Regions from separate parts of the Sus scrofa genome. Here region 1 is linked to region 2. Evidence: chromatin contacts called from public promoter capture Hi-C data. All regions are on one chromosome and are shown on one strand. The core of a region is the stretch at or near the end of the contact, and the rest is flanking DNA. Distances in the headings are between cores, read along the strand shown.

What was found. Promoter capture Hi-C pulls out the DNA fragments that hold promoters and counts their contacts.
Region 1: a promoter capture Hi-C map of fetal skeletal muscle shows a contact between it and region 2, with 5 times the contacts expected there. The contact joins the promoter of SST here to the promoter of MASP1 in region 2. A contact is called at or near these places in 2 of 5 promoter capture datasets (fetal liver and fetal skeletal muscle) and 1 of 47 Hi-C or Micro-C datasets (embryonic fibroblasts).

Annotation. Positions count from the first base shown.
Region 1 is chr13:125,337,341-125,341,622 of Sscrofa11.1, forward strand. SST (somatostatin) reads right to left here and starts at 1,402. Exons shown (of 2, transcript NM_001009583.1): 1 at 1,265-1,402; 2 at 220-432. The coding sequence starts at 1,402. The coding sequence ends at 220.
Region 2 is chr13:125,026,352-125,030,508 of Sscrofa11.1, forward strand. MASP1 (mannan binding lectin serine peptidase 1) reads right to left here and starts at 1,888. Exons shown (of 11, transcript NM_001184947.1): 1 at 1,733-1,888. The coding sequence starts at 1,737. It overlaps LOC110256383 (a long non-coding RNA gene), which reads left to right. Exons shown (of 2, transcript XR_002337795.1): 1 at 1-1,635.

The DNA of each region.
Region 1 (4,282 bases), core at 152-2,651, 310 kb after region 2:
GAAATCACAGCTGAAGTTAATCTGGTATTATTGAACAGAAAGATTTACTCAATAAGAAACCAAAAATCTTGTTTTTCATAATTTCACCATAATTTTATTTTGTATTTACAGTCTTCAATTCCTAATGCAAGGGTCTTACTGAGGATTGGGGGGGAAGGAGAGATGGGGTTTGGAGGAGAGGAATTGGAGGTCTTATATGGACAACAATAATTAATAAAGCTAACAGGATGTGAAAGTCTTCCAGAAGAAATTCTTGCAGCCAGCTTTGCGTTCTCGGGGTGCCATGGCCGGGTTTGAGTTAGCTGATCTCTGCAGCTCCAGCCTCATTTCATCCTGCTCAGCAGCCTGGGACAAATCTTCAGGCTCCAGGGCATCGTTCTCTGTCTGGTTGGGTTCAGAGAGCAGCTCCGCCAAGAAGTACTTGGCCAGTTCCTGTGTGGAATGGGAGGGGGAGGGGGATGAGAATGAGGATAGTGAAAAAGAAATGGAAAAGCTTGGTTTAAAAAACAGATTTAATCACATCCAACCCCCAATTTTCTATGTGCACTTTGTGTAATGCTTAAAATAGGTTAAGGATATAAAAACAGGGCTGTTGTTATAATTTACCAAGTTACACAAGGAAGCTTTAAAAACTCAAATGTTTCTGCAAGGTTTTAGTGTCTACAGGTTTAGAACTCACACATAGAAAGAAATAGAACATCATTAGTTAGCAAAGGTAAAATATATGCCAACATTTTATTTAACTCAATTTCCATATCATGAGCTACAAAATAGAATTGTTCTTACCATTTTTACTAAATCAACTGTGGGAAACAAGACTTTTCACAGTCGTAAACATATTGTGTTCTAGCTGTTGTGCCCTTCAGCCCCCAGCCCTGCTGCATGGGTGGGAGGTACTGCTTAGGAAGCTTCAGAGGTCCGCGCTTTCAGCACCTGGGTCAGCACCTCCCATGGTCAGCACCGCGGATAGATGCCATCATCCCCTCGAGCTCAGTTCCCCAGATCTTAGAATTTTCTTGAAAGCCAAAGAACTCACCTGAACTGTGACCTACTGCGCTGATCAAAGAGGGAAAAAACAAAGAGGTAAAAAGGAATTCTGGACTTTGAAAGTTTTCCTGAGAGATTTGGTGCCTAAGGGACCCAGAAAAGCACCGATACTCTTTGGGACCACCTCCTAAGTCCACCCAAGGGAGGAGGGGCAAGGCTAAGGTAAGGTTAGGGGATTCGCGAGAGGGGAAAGAAGGCGTCGAGGGAGTCTCCTTACCTGCTTCCCAGCGGCAGCAGCCAGGGACTTCTGCAGAAACTGACGGAGTCGGGGATCCGAGGGCGCGCCAGTGACACCGCCCAGAGCCAGGACGATGGAGAGCGCGGCCAGCGCGCACTGGAGGCGGCAGGACAGCATCTCGGCAGCGGCCAGAGAAGCCGAGCTAGAGCGCGGTTGGTCAAACTCTAGGAGTCGATTTGCAGGCAGCAGCGACGGCTCTGAACCTCGCGACTCCTGAAGCGGCTTGTGCGCTCGCCACCGTCTCCCCCTTTTTAAACTCTCTCTCTGACGTCAGACTAGGAGGCGCCCCCAGATCTCACCAGCGCTTTTACGCACCATTACCCTCGTGAAATCAATCACCGAAGTGAGAGGAGGCTCTACACAATCAAAAGTAGCTTATTAAGAAATAAATAAATCCTGCACACAGGCCCACACAATTCCCCCACGTGCCACACCATCTACACAATCTTTTTATATTCACTCAGTGCTATGCACATACACATTCCATAATTTCACTCACACATGTGCACACCAGTTACACACACACTCAAACATTCAGCCCCTGGAGAGTCAGATATACCACCACACTAGCTGTGTACACATAAATGTACCCACACGAATCTATACATCATTATACTCAGACATTTTAAGAATACCAAATGCAGAAACATATGAGTGTGATAAGCATTCCTGTAAGAACACAACTGAGAATGGAATGTGGATTCGAGAAGGACCGAATCATTTCCTTCTCATTGACTCTTTTTTTTTAATTACTCAATGAATTTTATTATATTTATAGTCGTATAATGATCATCACAACCCCATTCATCGACTCTTGAAAAGTCTTGTAGATTAAAGACGTCTTGGGACTCTAAAAGAACTTCACTTTTCCTTATAATGAAGGTGAAATTACCTTAGGCACTCCTGCCTCACTCTTTCTCAGCAGCTGAGACACTTCTACTCTACTGCCTTCCTACTCTGACCAAAAAAAAAAAAAAAAAAAGCAAAAGGGAAAAAAAAAGTAAGATTGACTTCATTTTGGTTCTAGAAACTTGAAACTGGAAAGAAATCTCAGAAACCATCTACTAAACCTCAGAGTTTGAGTCACTGAACCTAGAAAGAGGCAGCGAAGTTCTCTAGTTCACACATTTCACAGCTGGAGCAAGCACTAGATCTCCACATTCCAAGGCTAGGGTTCTTTTCACTCAACTCTAAGTTTTCTAACAGATTCCTGGCCAATAGCAGCAGTTTTAGGTCAGAGACTCCCACTTTGGACATAACAAATTCTGCAACCCCCTGAACATAAGTGACCATTATTGTATGTCTCTGTGTGGGAAAAGCATCAACAGACTCTCAGATCCACTACTCCCCTACTCCCCACACACATAAAAAAGAAGTTTGAGAAATGCTGTTCTGGAATTTTGGTTGTGGTCTGGTTGTATGTTTTCTGTCCTGGTCAGAGTTCTGTTTCTTTTTTTGTCCCCCCCCCCAAAAAATAATTTCTTATCCAGGAAGGGCCAGCTATATGTCCTTTCATGGACCAGATGATCACTGCAGATGCTTCAAGGGCTGATATTTTATAAGCTTCAAGCTTGTAAGAGCTGAAAAAAAAAATTACTGTATCTTTAGACACCAAGTGAAGCAGAGAACTTGCCCAATCACCAGCCAGGCATCATGTATTCTCAAAAATACTTAAACAAGAGACTACAGTGTTAAGAGGCAGGAGGGATTGGGAAGTATCCTGAATAGCTCGAATAATTGTCACCTTTTTCTTTTGTGTCCTTAACCCAGAAAAATGAGAGAATGCAAAGCAAGCAGTGCTAAAACTTCCAGGGCTTGATGAGTCCAAGCAAGGCTAAGCACCGGTAGGGCTTTAAAAAATTGTTCACATATGTTGCAATAGTCTGGGAGAGCAATGACTCTGGGACTGTAGAACACAACCTTAGGAAATAGCATATTTTCTCTCTATTTCCTGGAACCCTCCTTGGCCTGTAGCTGGGGATTCAGAGTCTAGTTCTATCAACCCAACTGTCCCAAGGCACTCCAAAATTATCTCACATCTCCTCCACTCAGGACTTGCTCTTGGTGGCCCCACTGAGTAAGGGAAAGAGAATTTCTCTAAAACAGGAGCAAGACAGAGAACAAGAAGTAGCCCCTCCATCTGGCTCTAAGCTCTGGATCTACCCACCCCACTCACACTCTTCCTTCCCACATCCTTATCCCCTCCCTCCTCTTTCTCTTTTCCCTAGCCCCCTATGAATCTCCTTATTCAATCCCTCTTTTGCCTTCCCTCTCCTCTCCCTGTACTCATTCCTCTCTTTTATTCTTCCTTCCCCTAATCCTTCCTGACTTCAGTCTGATTCATTCTAGTTTTTCCCCTCTCCTCCCTCCCTCCCATTCTGCCTAGCCAGTATCTATGCCAATCTCTGCTTCTCATCTCTTCCTGTTTAAGCCCCTCCTCCTTCACTTCTTCCTTCACAGCTGCTTCTCAAAAAAAAAAAAAACAAAACAAACAAAAACAAAAAACAAAAACAAAAACAAAAACCAATCTTTAGCTCTTTAAGTACCTACTTAGGAATGGTAAAGTCAGGGTGTCTTCCCTTATATTTCTGCTGAAGTGCTGAGGCTATTGGTGAGATGACTTCTGGGCTTTTGTTTTGTTTTGCTTTGTTTTATAACCCTTGAATTGCTAGGAGTCTATGAACGATTTTTCCTTAACTGTCCCCCTTCCACTACAGACAAGATTTGCATGAGGGTTGATTTAGCACAAAGACACTTGAACCATTCCAACCTGAGCCCCCTGCAGCCAAACTGTAAGGCCTCGCTCCCAAGTCCTAAAGCCTAGGAAGAGGAGGCTATTTGTGGTTGAACTGGGGACCCTATTTCAGAGAGCTTGGTCAGCAGGAATGACTCTCCCCATCCTTACACAGCCCTCTTCGTTCACAAAACACTTTCTCATCCTGTACATGGGGCATGCTGGCCCCATCTCACAGAGGAGGAAATTGAGTCTCTGAGAAC
Region 2 (4,157 bases), core at 638-3,137:
TTCAAAATCTGAAGACCAGATGAAACAGTGCCTGTGAAGTGCTTTGCAAACTCTGAAGTACTGTGTCTATAGGAGGCAAGGCCTTTTAGAGACTTCTAGTGGGACAATTCTGCAGTAGTAGTTTTGCTATTGAACAACTGAGTTCAACTCAGCTGAAATTTATTGAATACCTAACAGGAAACAAACGTTATACTAGGCGCTAGGCGTACAAAGATGAACAAGATATAGATCCTATTCCTTAGGGAACGCTCATGCTTGGAAAAGGAGGTGGACATTTCAACAAGGAGATATTAAGTGATGTAGCTCCCAAGGACAGAAACAGCACTAAAGAGAAATGCTGACTCTGAGGATTCAGGGCAGGGAAGAGGAGGTGATGTTTGAGCCAGCTTGAACAAGCAGGTCCTCTAGAAATAGGGGAAATAAGAGGCAGGGCTCTTCTAGGTTAAGCCATGAGCACAAAAAGATACAGAACTGATCATCTGCCCCATAGTTTGGTATGGCTGGGGCCCTGGGTGGCAGGGTGAGGTTTGAATAGTGGACAGATCAATGGAATTGTCATTCCACACAGACTGGCATAAATCTCACCTCTTTTAGGAGAAAGGAAAAGGAAGTTAAATGGCAGGTTTAAAATTACAATGGATTTAAAAGTAAGGGAATGATTGGTTAACCTTCAAGACCAAATTATCTCTTTGAAACACAGGTAATCTGAGTTCAAAGAGTTAACACAGCGTGAAGCCCCTCTTTGGCCCCAGACCCTGAAAAGTTGCTAGGTGACTTTGCGGAAGAGAAACAAATAGAAACCCTTTCCCAATTGAGAAGAAAATTAATGGGAAAAGAGGTGTTTCAGGGACTTAACACATCTGCAGGGTGATTTTCTTCTTCCTTTTTTATACTTTTAACACTATTAACACTTGCAAATAGTAAAAGTAATTATGGAGGTGGTTGGGTTTTGACACTTGGAGAGAAAAACTTGAAAGGAGTGTCTGGTAACAAGCATGAAGTAACTCTAAATATAGGCTGAGAATAGGAAATGTTAAAGAGCTTGGAAACAATTAGAATTTAAAGTCCTACGTTCAGAATTCCAAAGACCTTTTTTCTTTTTTAAATTTGCAATATCCCTTTAAGAGCTATTTGGTCCAATTCATAGCCTGATCCATGACACCAGGGGCCTCTGATTTCACTGAGAAATACAGAAATTTATAGGGGACTGTAAAATGGGGAGAGATTTTTAGTTTTCTAAATTGAGGTTTTTAACTAGGAAACTTCTGAAGGTTTAAGAAACCACAGAGCCGAGCTGTGGGAAGCTGGTTTCTTTTCCGGTCAGAACAAATAAACACACAAACACATATCTAATTCACAAAGTGTTGGAAGAGATAGACCAATGGTCTTTGCAAAGAAGGAAAACAAAAACTCAGCCTTGTGGACAACAGGAGGAAAGTCACATTGGCCAGCAGACAGCACCCTATGCTGGCAGAGGGAGAAATCTGAGCTCCAGCGGCGTCGGGCGGCATTTGCACACAGTCTACCGTTTCAAGTTGCATGTCTCTGGAGTCCTAGCGAAGGCCCCAGCCCGTCTCCCTTCTCAGAGCCCCAAGGATTAATGAGAAGCCCCTGTACTACCCGCTGGACAGGCAGGTGAGTCTGCCCAGATTCAAGGTCAGACCCTCCAGGGCTACTTGGCACCTGGTCCCTGGGAAAGGACCCCAGTGCCTCCTCCAGCTCTGCCACTCACCTCATTTTCCTGCCTTGGGTGCTCCTGGCTGCCTGGTCCCCCCGGCCTGACTTGTCTGCAAGCTCGTCCCGGGTGTGGTGTCAGCGATGCCTTATCTTTGTTCTGAGGTCCCTGTGTGTCTCTGGAATTGGCTGGCATTCTCCATTCAGGTCACGCCTTCCCCTGCCTGCAACAGATCCCCTCTCCCCCTCTCTCTCTCTCTGCCTTTCCCTCCCTCTCTCTCTCTCTCTCTCTCTCTCTCCTCTGACTGGCTTACACACACTCAGAGGAACCTGACAAACAGAATCTGTCTTCTTCCTTAAAAGATCTGCTCCTCCAATTCCCTCCTTCATCCTGTGTGGTTGCTTCCAGACACTGAGGAGAATAACTGAGCACTCAAATAGGTATTGGTATCACGTGTGTGTGTGTGTGTGTGTGTGTGTGTGTGTGTGTGTGTGTGTGTGTGTGGAGAGGGTGGAGAGGAACACCACCAGTCTGATCTCTCCCCAGTTTCCCCTGCCAAATGCCTATAGTTTTCTGCTCTTCTTCAGTACACCAGCAAAAGGAGACCAATTAAACAGGAAGAATCAACTAAGAAGGTTTTTTTTTTTTTGAGAGTTAAGTTTTATTTGGGGGTGAAATTAGGACTTAAGCCCAGGAGACAGCATCTTGGGTACCCCTGAGAAACCACTCCCAAGAAAGTAATTCTAATACCTACACCAGGAAAGAAAAAAGATCCAAATCCCAAAGCTTGTCTGTCTGCAAACAACTACAGGCTTTCCTGTGAACCACTGCTGGCCCTGTGTGTGAGGAAGCAGCCAGTCCTGTAGTTGGCTAGTTGTTCTTTGCCATTAGAAGCAAAGCTTGTGCTGTTTACCAACTCAGAGTGTGCAGAGGCCTGATACAGTCTGCACCCAGAAAGCCCCACATCTGTGGTTGTTGAAAGACCTAGATCTGTATACATGTCTAGACCCAGGGTTTGTGGCGAAAGCAGCATCAGATCTAAGCCAAGCCGAATAAGAAGAAAATTCCTTTCTCCACAACAATGACCACCAGTCCTGAATAGGGAGAGAGATGTCTGGGTGTGAAAAATAGATTTTACTGAGAACCTTTTCTGTGCTAGGCACAGGGCTAGGTACACGTGTCATCTCAATTACTGTCACAGACTTTGAGAGGCCATGCTGTTATTCTCATCTTACAAATGAGAAAACTGAGGCTCAGAGAGGTTATAAAACTTGCCTAGATAATCCAGCCTTTATTACTCCTTACTAGTACCACAGTTAATGGTTAACATTTACTGAGCATCTGTGTCTGTTCTAGGAATGTATTAGCTCCTTTCAATCACCTTTTTTTTTTTTTTCCTGCTTTTTAGGGCTTCATCCACTGCATATGGAAGTTCCCAGGCTAGGGGTCAAATCAGAGCTACAGCTGCCGGCCTACACCCCAGCAACAGCAATGCCAGATCGAGCCATACGTATCTGCAACCTACACCACAGCTCATGGCAACACCAGATCCTTAACCCACTGAGCGAGGCCAGGGATCAAACCCACATCCTCATGGTTCCTAGTTGGGTTCATTAACCACTGAGCCATGAAGGGAACTCCCCTTTTCAATCATCTTTATATTTTGTATAGGTGGGTAGTAGTATTATTCCCATTTTCCAGTTACGGAAACATCCCAAAGCATTTAAGTAATTTATCTGAGGTCGTACAGTTGGACAGTGATTGGGAAGAATTTGAGCCCTTAGCTGCTATATTGAACTGATTCTCACTAACATGTTATAGTGCACATGACATTTCAAATACACACCCTATTCACAGAGCAACTCAATTTGAGGCATTTTTAAAAGAGTATTAAACTACAGTTAGAACTGAGCTATAATCTTTCCTTTCTATACAAGCTAGCTGTGCACTTTGGGCCCAAGAGTTAACATGGCTGATTCTGGTTCCTCATCTGGAAAATGAAGGTTGCTAGGAGACTTAAAGAAGACTATCTTTGTGCTGTTTTAGCTGTTCAGGGTACCCAAGCGAGGGCTCCCACCCATTCTAACCAAGGTGGTAAACGCATGCACTCCCCACCCTCTGATGACGTTGTTTTGGCACATTTTGGGTAACAGTGCCTTGAAATTCTCCTTGCTCCATTTTCTCTATTTTAACACTCTTAAAGGTCAACTTTGCTAAGTTGGGCATTATTAAGAGGCTGTGGTTGATACTGTGAGTACAAGTACATGAGGTGAGAGACCATGTTTGAACCCAGGTACTGTTTTAGCAAAGTACTGCTTTCTGTCTTAAGCAGAAAGGAAAAAATCTTCTTCAAAGTCACATTAAGAAGACTCACAGGCTCCTCAGACATCAAATAACTCTCACACAACAACATTTTAATGACTTAAGTGTAAATGAATCAGAAACACATGGACTACATTTCCCTTGGAATACACAAGGGTTT